Regions from separate parts of the Triticum aestivum genome. Here all the other regions are linked to region 1. The links are chromatin contacts, called in public Hi-C maps. All regions are on one chromosome and are shown on one strand. Each heading gives the region's core, a stretch centred on a gene start, on an enhancer-like site or on the middle of the called end of the contact. The rest is flanking DNA. Distances are from core to core; before and after follow the strand shown.

What was found. Hi-C and Micro-C count contacts between places; a contact is called where the count stands out from the background.
Region 2: a contact with region 1 is called in a Hi-C map of leaf, with 4 times the contacts expected there. The contact joins the promoter of LOC123181411 here to the promoter of LOC123181413 in region 1. A contact is called at or near these places in 2 of 5 Hi-C or Micro-C datasets (both in leaf).
Region 3: a Hi-C map of leaf shows a contact between it and region 1, with 4 times the contacts expected there. The contact joins the enhancer-like site here to the promoter of LOC123181413 in region 1. A contact is called at or near these places in 2 of 5 Hi-C or Micro-C datasets (both in leaf).

Annotation. Positions count from the first base shown.
Region 1 is chr1D:270,108,919-270,112,966 of IWGSC CS RefSeq v2.1, reverse strand. It overlaps LOC123181413 (GDP-mannose transporter GONST3), which reads right to left and starts at 2,193. Exons shown (of 2, transcript XM_044593676.1): 1 at 1,999-2,193; 2 at 1-730. The coding sequence starts at 730. It overlaps TRNAH-GUG (transfer RNA histidin (anticodon GUG)), which reads right to left and starts at 2,432; the gene lies at 2,361-2,432. LOC123181412 (protein SAR DEFICIENT 4) reads right to left here. Exons shown (of 1, transcript XM_044593674.1): 1 at 3,613-4,048. The coding sequence ends at 3,915.
Region 2 is chr1D:269,897,575-269,901,622 of IWGSC CS RefSeq v2.1, reverse strand. It overlaps LOC123181411, which reads left to right and starts at 1,936. Exons shown (of 1, transcript XM_044593673.1): 1 at 1,936-2,798. The coding sequence starts at 2,085. The coding sequence ends at 2,738. LOC123181410 (C-terminal binding protein AN) reads right to left here. Exons shown (of 7, transcript XM_044593672.1): 4 at 4,034-4,048; 5 at 3,859-3,906; 6 at 3,301-3,417; 7 at 2,739-3,078. The coding sequence ends at 3,004.
Region 3 is chr1D:270,328,839-270,332,886 of IWGSC CS RefSeq v2.1, reverse strand. No RefSeq gene overlaps it. Among protein-coding and RNA genes, the nearest start is that of LOC123181417, 25 kb to the right of the region's middle. Within about 2 kb of position 2,171, at least 7 of the 8 cell types and tissues checked have an H3K27ac peak or open chromatin away from gene starts, as enhancers often do. A contact at or near this core is called in leaf, where this site is marked.

The sequences.
Region 1 (4,048 bases), core at 944-3,443:
TGTCGACCTTCATCTGACTGAACTCTCCCATTACAAGGAGCTCAATGGGGAACAGCATCAAGGCCTCAAGATTGTTGTAAAGCACAAGGCCCCATGTATTCAGGCCAATGGTCATGACAACGTGCTTGATGTATACGAAATCAATGGACATACTCGCTAGGTAGGCCACTGCCCAGCTATAAGCAGTCATAGTGAACTGGTTGTCTGTGAAAACGTAGATCACACTTCCACCAAGTATGGTGGATAGTGAAAGCCATGTCTTGAATGACGGCCATGGTTGGTGAAGGTACAACGTCTCTCCGATGGCCACAAATATTGGCACAGCAGAGCGAAACACAATGAAAGTGTCCACATTGGCATGCAGCAAGAGTTCGCTGTTTGTGAAGATGGAGATGTAGAACATCACAGCAGCAGGTAAGAACTTCCACATGGTTGCGAAATTAAGGCCATCATGCTCAATAAGCTTTGCTTGTCCACATAGGAGAACTCCAACAACACTGGTCAAGTACTGTAGAGCTGTCAGTGCCCCAGGGTACGGAAATTTCATGATTGCCCATTTGTTGATAATGGAGAGCAAAGATGCTGACAGGCAATAACCAGCAGCCAAGCCATACACTGAAGCTTGCTGGACAAGAGTGCTCAATATGCTACTCCAGGCTCCAGTTTTTTGGAGAGCACTGGAACCATTGGCTGAAGAACCTTCTTTCGAGGGCTCTGAGGAATCAGACATCTGCAGCATCCAAAATTATATTTTAAGTGCTCGGAATAAATAAACGAACTGTTAAAATTCACGATGGATCCTACTCATCTTATTGGAATAAGTAACCAGGAGCCTACTGTAACATATGACATAAACAAAACTCTCAGTTCAAAATTCTATACACATGATATTTGATGAGCGTTGAAAATCTGATGAGAAATATATGAACCAACATTTCGAAAGTGCCAACCAAGATAATAAAACTGACAAAGTAGTGGTATTAAGCAAGATAACCAACATTAGGGAATTACAACATTGTTTCCGTACTAGTCCGTCTAGTAAAAGAGCAACACTTTCTTGATGTTAAAAGAAACAATTAAGCCTTGTATGATCACATAAGTCAAGTATCCTACATGGACAGGGGTCACAGGGCATAAACATAGCATGCAAGAGTAACCATAGTTAAGTTCAGAGGCAGTACTAGTTAAAGAGTTTATCATTATCTGCAGTGATGCAGATTCTCTGAAGTAATGACTATGCAACAACACATGCAAGTTCAGGGATTCAAAATTTCAAAGGGTGGCACATATAAACATGCAGTATGCTTAATTAACACACACGAAATGCTGCAAATTTTGTAGGAAGGGATGCACCCCCAACGTTTCCTCAGAGTAAATCAAAATCTGCTTGCCAAGGTAACACGGAGCATGAGCAGAAGATAGATAGTTCCTCCTGCGATTGTTCACTCTAATCGAACCGGAGAACAAACTTAGGCGACACAAATGACGAAATGCGCCCCGCAGCCGCCCCGAACCCTAGATCAAATCCGAAGAAGAATCGAAGCATATACCTGGACGGCTTTCTGCTGGCTGGGATTTGGAATTGGAGCAAAATCTACGGGCGGGGAGTCGTCGAGGGCTCGTGATCCTCACCGGGGCGACGGGCGCTAGGGAGCGGGGTGGAACAGCGCCGGCGCTGCGGGGCATGGGCTGTCGGACTGCGCCATTGTGGCAAGGGTAGGAGTTTGAGTTGAGGAGGTCGGTGGTGAGGTTGGGTTTGTTTAGAATGACAGACAGAGAGAGACACGGAGGAAGAGAGGGGGCCCGTTTTCGCCTGTCCCTATTTTTGGGCCAGGCCCAGTTTACCGATGCGAGCTTAAACAAGTTCAGACAAAAGGTTCAGACATCTTCTAGCACAAAAAGAACCGGAGAACAAACTTAGGCGACACAAATGACGAAATGCGCCCCGCAGCCGCCCCGAACCCTAGATCAAATCCGAAGAAGAATCGAAGCATATACCTGGACGGCTTTCTGCTGGCTGGGATTTGGAATTGGAGCAAAATCTACGGGCGGGGAGTCGTCGAGGGCTCGTGATCCTCACCGGGGCGACGGGCGCTAGGGAGCGGGGTGGAACAGCGCCGGCGCTGCGGGGCATGGGCTGTCGGACTGCGCCATTGTGGCAAGGGTAGGAGTTTGAGTTGAGGAGGTCGGTGGTGAGGTTGGGTTTGTTTAGAATGACAGACAGAGAGAGACACGGAGGAAGAGAGGGGGCCCGTTTTCGCCTGTCCCTATTTTTGGGCCAGGCCCAGTTTACCGATGCGAGCTTAAACAAGTTCAGACAAAAGGTTCAGACATCTTCTAGCACAAAAAGAAAAAGGAAGTGTGGCTGCTGGGATTCGAGCCCAGGTCTCCACGGCCACAACGTGGAATTCTCACCACTAAACTACAGCCACTTTGATGTTCGAATCCCATGTATAGCTAACTTAGACGGACATTTGTAAGAGCATCTGTCTACACCATAACAGCAGGAAACTCAGTATAAAGAATCTGGATCATTTGGGAACTCAATCTCTGCTGTTGTAAATGCGACGATAAAGGCTACGTCCTCAAAACGTACATGAGATAAGTGAAGGAAGCATAATATCTGTCAGAGCACATGATTTTGTATTACAGCAAGCCATGAATGTCCTCATGATTTATCTTAGCCCCAAAATGCCATTCAATATAGACAAGACACATTCTAAGCTCTTTATGGCACTCATGGAGCTGTTACGCTGAGTGTGGCGTTGCAAAGACCGGGCTCCATGGAGCTCGTTTTGCAAAAAAAAAACCAAAATATATTTAAAAATTTCAAAAAATGCCAATTTTTTTGTACAAATGCATATGCATATTCTTTAAGTATGTATAAATTTTCAGTAACTAATTTGATCATTTGCATGCTACACAAAAAAAACAAATATCTGACACAAATACAACAAAGAAAAAGCCTATTTCAATCTGTGTATTTGTCTTTTTTGTATACATCACATATGAATACATATGTTTATGAAAATTTGTACACGTATACTTCAAGTATATGTCTACATGAAAACATTTTTTCAGATTTTTTTGAGTTATGGAAAAGGTATTTTGGCTGAGAAATGTATATAGTGCTCAATGGAGCTCGGCCTCTGCAGCCACTTTTCGCTGTTACGCTCGGTTTCCCTTCAACAAATTTCAGGTCCTCCAGGACATGTCAGTCACTCAACATGAGTTTTCCTTGCAGAGAACTGAGCTAACCAGGCCGTCACAGGTCCAGACGAATATCTATCTACTCGATATAGGCTAATAATATTCCCCGCAAAAAAAAGATATACGCTAATAATATTGAAAACCAAGCAACAGGTGATGTGGGATCACTTGCTTTGAAGCTAAAAATGGCTCAACTACAACCATCCGGTGATGCTTTTACATCTTCTTCCTCCCACTTATTAGGGTCTCTCCCATTATCTGAAAACACTTGTATTAAGGTATGAGCTCATCCTCACCCGAGAGAGCATCCAGATATGCAGCCATATTGGCAATCATGATGGTCCTGGGACCTGAGTCCTGACATTGCAACACACTCAGCAACAATGCCAACAATACAAAAGATTTGAGTTCACAGATAAGCCATTACACTGTATTCTCCTTGATAAATACCACACCATGTTATTAGAATCGGATACAGAGACAAGGTATCATGAGACGACAACACATTCTTATTCGAATCGGCCTAACAACAAGTGAATATGCCACAGCTGATGATCAGAAGCACAAGTGCTAATCTGATCAGTTTATTTATTTGTATTTCGCTGATGATGACTCTGTGAAAGGAACAGCCTGTGCAATCTGCCTGCAAGAAGAACTGAAGAAGAGCCTTCGCGCAATCCATGAGATCCATGCATCGATGGACCTCACGCGTTCTTGGTTGCAGTGTAGTTCTCGTAGGCCAATTGTGCCGCCAAGAGATCGACCACGGCCGTGCCAACGGACTTAAACACGGTGATCTCATCGTCGCTGCGCCGCCCGGCCACGGTCCCGGCGGCCA
Region 2 (4,048 bases), core at 687-3,186, 210 kb after region 1:
CGCCCGGCTCCCGCTTGCGCGCCCCGGCAGGTCGGGTCCGCCTGTGCCGGCGCCTCGCGCATCTTCTGCGCTCCTCGCCGTCATCCCAGTCGTCCCCGCGCTCCGGTTCTCGCCTAGCTGCGATCTCCTCGCTGCGCTGGACTCGCCCGCGCACGCACACACCCGCAGCCGCCCTGCACATACTCCGTCCTGCGCTCGCGCGCATCGCCGTAGCTGCGCCCGAGCCGAGCCATGCTCGCGCTCGAGCACTGCCCTGCACCGCCTTGCTTGCGTCGTCGTTCTGGCGGCAGCGCGAGGTCGGGGCGTCGTCGTGCGGCAACACCGCCGAGGCACGCCAGCGCACCACCGCCCGTCTCCTCGCGCTTGCCGAGGAGGTCGTCGACGCCGCCGCGCTCAACATGCTCGTGGGGGGCACAGCGAGTGGAAAATTTTGCCCCCCCTCCCAGGCCAAAAATTTCGCCGGCAGCCCCCAAGCGGCAAAAAATATGCCTCCTGGGGGGGCAACGGCTGGAGATGCTTTTAGAGCCACGCTAGGCGCCGGCCGGCCGGCCCAATTTTCGGCCGGCTGCCTAGCAGTCGTTCGATATGAGAGTACATGGGCTGTTGGATCTCAGTTGTCTTCTCTTTTTCCTTTCCCCATCCTCCTTCGTCTCTAGCACGCACATAGGGGTAGCAAACCGTCGACCAGACGAACGACCTCGAAGCACCGCCGGCTCGCACCGCTCGCTGTCGCGGCTCGCCAGTTGGACCACTGGTGCCCCATGGCCCGCCCCTCTTATGCAGCAAATCGGACCCAGCAAAATAAATCAGCCCGCCCGTCCGTGGAGTTTGTCATCTCTACAGCTGCAGCTCCGCCGTGAAGCCATCGCAGTAGTCGGTTGCATCAATGGCGAGGTGTCGGTTCCAGCTTTTTGTCGCTGGTCTCTGGTTGAAGCTTTTCGAAAGTAGGGTTGAAGCTTTTTCATCTCAACACTTGCAACTTTTTCGTTGTGTACTCACGAAGTTGAAGCTTCTTTTTATTTCGTAGTGATATGATGAAACTTCTCTATTTCGTTGGTTGAAGCTTTTTCAAATATGGTTTGATCTTTCGCATGAACGGTTGTAGTTTTTTTCAGTTGCACATGTGATCCATCGAAACTTTTTTAAACTACGGTTGAAGCTTTCATATGGACAATTGTAGCTTTTTCCAGTGCACAGTGTCCGGTTGAAGCTTTATATACCGTGGGTTGAAGCTTTCGAATCAAACGGTTGTAGCTTTTTGGGTCCTCGGTTGCAGGATCCATGGAGAAGCAAAGCTTTTAGGTTCATTTTGGGAGGAGATGGTTGTAGCAGTGGGGGAGGAGGCCGCGCCGCCATGGTTATGGCATTTCCAGTGGCGAAAGGGACCGGTAGCCATGGGCAGTGGAAGAAGTGGGCGTGGACGCTGAGGTTGGAGGTAGGGGACCTACACAGGTTTAGGGCTAGCCGGCGACGCGGTCTAAAGGAGTAAGATGAGCTGCTGAGAGAGAGAGAAGAGGATCGGGAGAAACAAGACGAGGAGTGGAGAGAAGGGGGTCGGGAGGAAGAAGACAAGGAGTGGAGAGAAGGGGGTCGGGAGGAAGAAGACAAAGAAAGAAAAAAGATAAGCCCCCGGAAAAAAAAGATAGTGCACGGGGTGAGATGTACGATAGCCTTTCTTTTTTTAACTAGATGTACGATGAGTAACGCTACATCGACGGAAGATTACGTGGGTGATACTGATTTGTCAAGTTGTGATTGAATTAAGTGGGGAGGGACGGGCCCCACCCAGGTGAAAATCAGGAGGGGCGGAGAGATTATTAGGAAAGGGCCTGTAAAACTCCCGTAAGAGGCCCGTACGTTTAGCATTTTTGATGTACGACAGGCTTGATCGCCAGGCAACCGGTCGGCCGGGCACAAACGTTTGCCTATCTCTTGTGGGGACGACACACGTGGCACCCAACCCAGGAACGCATCGAGAATGCAGTTACGCGCCACCACTGACCACTGCCCATGGCGATAAGGCTATTACCACGAGGAAGTGGGAGAGCAGCTCGTCGTCTCCTGCCAATCCACCGGCGGCGCGCATGGCCGCCTTGCTCCACGTAGCGGCTCTCCAGCCCGCCCCTTACCCTCATCACCAACGGATGCACAGCCTATCCACCACTTCCATCCTTTCCCCGCCTCACGCCGCACCGTCCAAGCGACGACGAGCCACAGCCCGGCGGCCACACGCAGCCGGCAACGGCAGCGGCGTCGGCACACCAGCCGCGGACAGCACAAGCAACAAGAAGCCGAGCCGCAAGGAGAAGCAGCGGCAGCAGCAGCGGGTGCGCGAGCGGGAGGAGCAGCAGCAGCTGCTGCTCCTGAAGGAGTCGCTCGTGGAGCCCGCCCGCGAGGAGGAGGACGGCGGCGGCCGCGGCGACGACGAGCTGCCGCAGGTGGTGTTCGACCGCATCCTCCGGCGGATCCTGTTCACGGTGGGCGTCCCGATGGCGTCGGGCGTGGCGCTCCTCAACGTGTACGACGCGCTCAAGCGCGGGGGCGGGGCCGAGGTGCCGTCGTGGGTGCAGCTGCTCACCATCCTCCTCTCCTTCGGCACGTCGGCGCTCGGCATCGCCTACGGGACGCTGTCGGCGAGCTGGGACCCGGAGAAGGAAGGCTCGCTGCTCGGCGTCGACGAGGCCCGGACCAACTGGCCGGAGCTGTGGAAGGAGGAGATCGACAAGGATAACAAGTAGTAACTGTAAATAGACTAGATATTTTCTCCACTGGAAATAGCACTACGCTTGTTGTCGACACTTGATACTCGTACAGGCTACAGCAGTGAAACTATGAAACAATTCGCAGTGGCTATGCAAGGTCTCTGCAATAGGTAGAATGGCCAAAACTGAACACTTGGCAGGAAAAAAGAGAAAACTGAGTGAACCCCCAGGCCAGCCAGAATACAACACTGATGAGTCAGTTGCTCTCGTTCTCCTAAAGCAGATGGATGGGTCATTTTGATCAATCGAGCCACCTGGTGACGCCATCTTCTTCACTCACCGCTGCGAGGATCTCGATATAGACCTCCAATACAGCCTGCAGACAATTTTAACTACCATCAGGAAACAAGATACTACCAACAGAACTGTTTTTTCGAGTTAGTCATGGCAGTGGAAATTCCTAGTCCAGAACATTAACGGGTCCTGTTTTGTGATGAAAATAAAGATTCGCTATTACCATTGGCGGGGACAGATGTGCATCTTAACTCTTAAATATTGTTGTTATGTGCATAAATTGGTGATAGATAAACGGGCATACCAAAGGATTCCTGTGGTTGATCAGTTTGCAGCATTCCAGTAAAGACCCTTCCAGCGTCCAGCTCTCCCAAACATCGAAAGCATGATTGGCAAATACGAGCTCCGCCTTCTTATTAACCTGAAAACAAGTTTAAAAGGGAGTTAAATATTATACAGGGATCATGGAATGTAAGAACAAATCAGTGATTCTATTCATAAACTTCTCGAAGCTCCTGCAATGGAATCGAGCCTGGAGCAAGCACTTCACAACTATTCAAAGTAATAAATTCTCAACGACAAGAAGAAGATCAAACGGAAGAGTAGTACGAGATACACTAGTAGTACTTAATCTTAAACATATCGTGGAATCAAGTTGGTAATTTTCAACACGGAACAAAAAAATGGGATAATGTGTAAAGCACAAAAAATTGACCATAGATGTCATTGCATCTAAAAATCACCAAGAGATTCATGCAGAGAAGAACACCGGTGCATAATCTTTTAACTTTACTACTAGTACTATATTCACCTCTCACCATATCTTCAGGGAACGAGTACTAACTGAAAAGGGTGTTATTACCTGCAATAGTTTGCCCCCAGCAACAAAAGATCGCAATCCCATCGTATCCTGAAAGGTGTAAATCCTATCATAAGTACATGTGTGTGTAGTTGTACAAAAAAAATACCTGACAGGTTAGGAAACAGCATAGAAACAAGAGGGAGAGGGAGAGAGACAGAGGAAACCCGACTACCACCTTGTTTTTAAATGT
Region 3 (4,048 bases), core at 922-3,421, 220 kb before region 1:
ACGAAGTAGCGCATAAACTAGGGTTTAAGCTTCTGTCACTCTAGCAACCCATCATCTAAATACTACTCCACAATGCATTCCCTTAGGCCCAAATATGGTGAAGTGCCATGTAGTCGACGTTTACATGACACCACTAAGGGAATCACAACAAACATTCCATCAAAATATCGAACACATATCAAGTTCACATGATTACTTGCAACATGACTTCTCTCGTGACCTCAAGAACAAAAGTAACTACTCGCAAATGATAATCATGCTCAAGATCAGAGGGGTATTAAATAGCATAATGGATCTGAACATATAATCTTCCACCAAATAAACCATATAGTAATCAACTACAAGATGTAATCAACACTACTAGTCACCCACAGGTACCAATCTAAGGTTTTGGTACAAAGAATGAACACAAGAGATGAACTAGGGTCTGAGAGGAGATGGTGATGTTGAATATGTTGATGGAGATTTGCCTCCCAAAAGATGAGAGGGTTGTTGGTGATGACGATGGCTTCGATTTCCCCCTCCGGGAGGGAAGTTCCCCCGGCGGAATCGCTTCGCGTGAGGGCAAAAGTGCTCCTGCCCAAGTTCCGCCTCGAGACATCGGTGTTCTGTCCCGAAAGTCCTCTCCTTATTTTTTCTAGGTCAGAATGACCTATATACTAGAAGATGGGCATCGGAGGTGGGTTGAGCTGAGCACAACCCACCAGGGCGCGCCTAGGGGGCTTGGCGCGCCCTGATGTCTTGTGCTCACTAGCTGGCCCCCCTCCGGTAGTTATTTGCTCCAGTATTTTTTATATATTCCAAAATAATTCTCCATAAATTTTCAGCTCATTTGGAGATGTGTAGAATAGGTAACTCGGACGTAGCTTTTTCAGGCCTAGAATTCCAGCTGCCGGCATTCGCCCTTTGTGTAAACCTTGCAAATTATGAGAGAAAAGGCATTAGAATTACTTCATAAAGCATTATTATGCATAAAAACATTATAAATAACAGTAGAAATCATGATGCAAAATGGACGTATCGTTGCACGACAGAGTCATCATCGGGAGTGGTGAATGAGGAGTCACCCTCTATAGTCCACGACCGGTTGGCTTCAATACAGAGAAATCATCAGGAGTGAGATGCGAGGTATCACCCTCGTCACTCGATAGTAGCTCTGCAGAGTCGTACAACCAAGGAGGGGTGCCGGTAATGTGTTCAGTCTTCGTACATTGATCACATTGATTGAGACATCCAGTAGTAAAACATGGCAACACGGACAAGGGTATGGGGCCACTAATGGATCACTAACCAACCTATACTGAGCATATAGGATAGCAGGTAAAGTAACAACAACAGGTTACAAAAGCAGGTTGTGCATCAGAATAGGAGTTATCGAACAACAATAGCAAAATCTAATGCAAGCATGAGAGAGAAAGAATGGGCGATATAGGAATGATCAATGGGTTTTGCTTGCATGGAAGCTCTGCAGATAGATACAGATCCTCGACGGTGAAGTAGTCAATCACAGGATCAACAACGGTCTCAGGGTCTACCAGAAAAGAAGTAACAGAGGGGGAAACAAATAAATAACAGAGTAAACAAATGCAACACAAATGCAATGGCACGACAATGTGTGTGGGTACATGCTCTAATGCATCACTAAACATTTTAAAAGAATAGGGAAAAGATTCGGGAATATTTTCCCAGCTCCAGGTATTATTCGGCTAGACGATCCAGAGGGGAAGGTTCCATGTTTGCAGTGTTGGAGGCATGTGCAAGGTATGTGGATGGCATATTCGGTTTCATCTTATTTTTCTGATCATTTTTCATATATAAATTATTTTCATCCGAGTTACAGATTAATTTATTATTTTTCAAAGTTTTATTGTTTTCCTGGAATTCCTGAAATATATTTAAAACAAATTACGCACAGTAAATATTTTTGTCACATAAGAGTGGGCTAGCCACTGAGGCTGACAATGGGCCAGGGCCGCCTAGTCAGCAACCTAGTCAGCATTGATTGGGTCAATGTTTGACCAGTCAAACTGGTAGGTGGGGACCACCTGTCAGTCACACATTATTTATTAGGGTTATTTACTGATTTAAATTGGTTTAGTTAGTAGAGGGGCCCAACATGTCAGTGGGACATTTAGCTAATTAAGCATTTAACTTAAACTAACCTAATCCTAATCCTAATCTAATCAGGGTTGTCCCCACATGACAGGGGCACAACCGGCACACACACACGCACGCACACACGGCGCCCTCGGCCATGGCCAGCAGTAGCGGCATCGGCCCGGTGAGCGTGGCCAGGCCACGACGCGGGTCAAGGGGTGCGTTCGGGGCATGGCTGGCAGCGGTGGCAAGCGCGGCGATCGGCAGCAGGGGAGCAGCAGCGGCCGCGGGCGAGCGCCGCCAGCAGCTGTGAGGCCGGGTGAGGCCAGAGGTGCGGCGAGCGGGGCGAGTGGGCAAGTGGGGGGGCAAGGCACGCGGGAGCACGCGGGCCACCCAGGGGCGCGGTTCGGGCGTGGCGAGCGCGAGCGCCCAGTGAGCACGGGCGCAAAATCTAGCAGCGAGGAAGAGAGCGGGGGAAGAGGGGAATCGCGCGGCGCTCACCGCGGACCTCGAAGGCGTGCTCGGGAAGGCTGGGGCGATACCGGAGCAGTAGGTTGAGGCGGTGGGATGGCGGCCGCCGAAGCGGAGGGAGACGCCTGATCCGCCGAGGGAGATCTCCGCGGCTCGAGCTGGTGGTTGCAGTCGAGGCAGTGGTCGACGGCAGAGCGGATGGACGAGGTCTCACGGCGCGGGGATGATCATGGGTGCGTGGGCGAGGTGAGGCGTGGAGACGATGGTGCGGGGTTTGCTGTAGCGAGGAGATCAAGCGAGGGGGAGGAAGAAACGGGCTAGGGTTTGATGCGGGGCTCGCAATCGTCGCTTTATACCCGAGGGGGCGTGTGATGGCCGACACGGCGGCCATGGTGGCCTGGATGGCCGCCATGCCCCTTCTCTGCCTCTTGTAGCGGGAGGAAGGAGAAGACTTATGTGGGTTGGGCCTCCACTGGCACTAAGGCCCAATCGCCACTAGGTTTAGGACTTTTCTTTGTCTCTTTCTGTTTTTCTTTTACAGCAACTGTTTGCATTTATTTTAGCCATCAAATGACTTTTGCCAAAAATAGAACTTGGCCACAAAAATGCATTACAATATTTGGCACTGCCACAAAAAGTTTGGGAGGTATTTCAATTTGTGTTAATTTTGCATAAATGGAAAACCATTTAGAAGGGTTGATTTGGCACTATTTTAATTGCTATAGCCCATTTAAGTAAATAAGTTTTTTGCTAAATGATGAACTATTTTCCAATCATGTTTGTGAAATTTTAAATTTCACTCGCAATTTGAATTTGACTTAGGTTTATATCCAGGAGAGATTAAGCTAAGCAAAAATAGGATGACATGTCATCATTAGTCAGGGATCACTGTAGCATAATTACAGGGGTCTTACAAAAGTCCTGCACTAAAAGAAATCTCATCCCGAGATTCAGGAGGTAGACGAAAACATAGCGGAGTATTCATCACGAAGACGATCCTCGCGTTCCCAAGTCGCGTTGTCTTCAGAATGGTTTGACCACTGAACTTTTAGGAACTTGATTGCCTTCTGACAGGTGCGGCGTTCAGCTTGATCAAGAATGCAGATCGGATACTCTTCATAAGAGAGGTCTGGTTGCAATTCAAGCACTTCATGATCCACTGCACGGTATGGATCCTTGAAGCAACGACGAAGTTGCGATACATGGAAGACATCGTGGATGTGAGAAAACCACGGTGGCAATTCCAATTTATAAGCCACATATCCACGTCTAGCGAGAAACCGGAAGGGACCAATGTAGCGAGGAGCTAACTTGCCCTTGATTCCAAAACGATGAGTGCCCCTCATAGGAGTGACACGCAGATAAGCTTGTTCACCAGGTTGATAGATTGATCCCCGGTGTTTACGGTCATAGTTTCTCTTCTGACGGGACTGGGTTGCCTTGTGATTTTCTCGGACAACATGGATTTTCTCTTCAACTT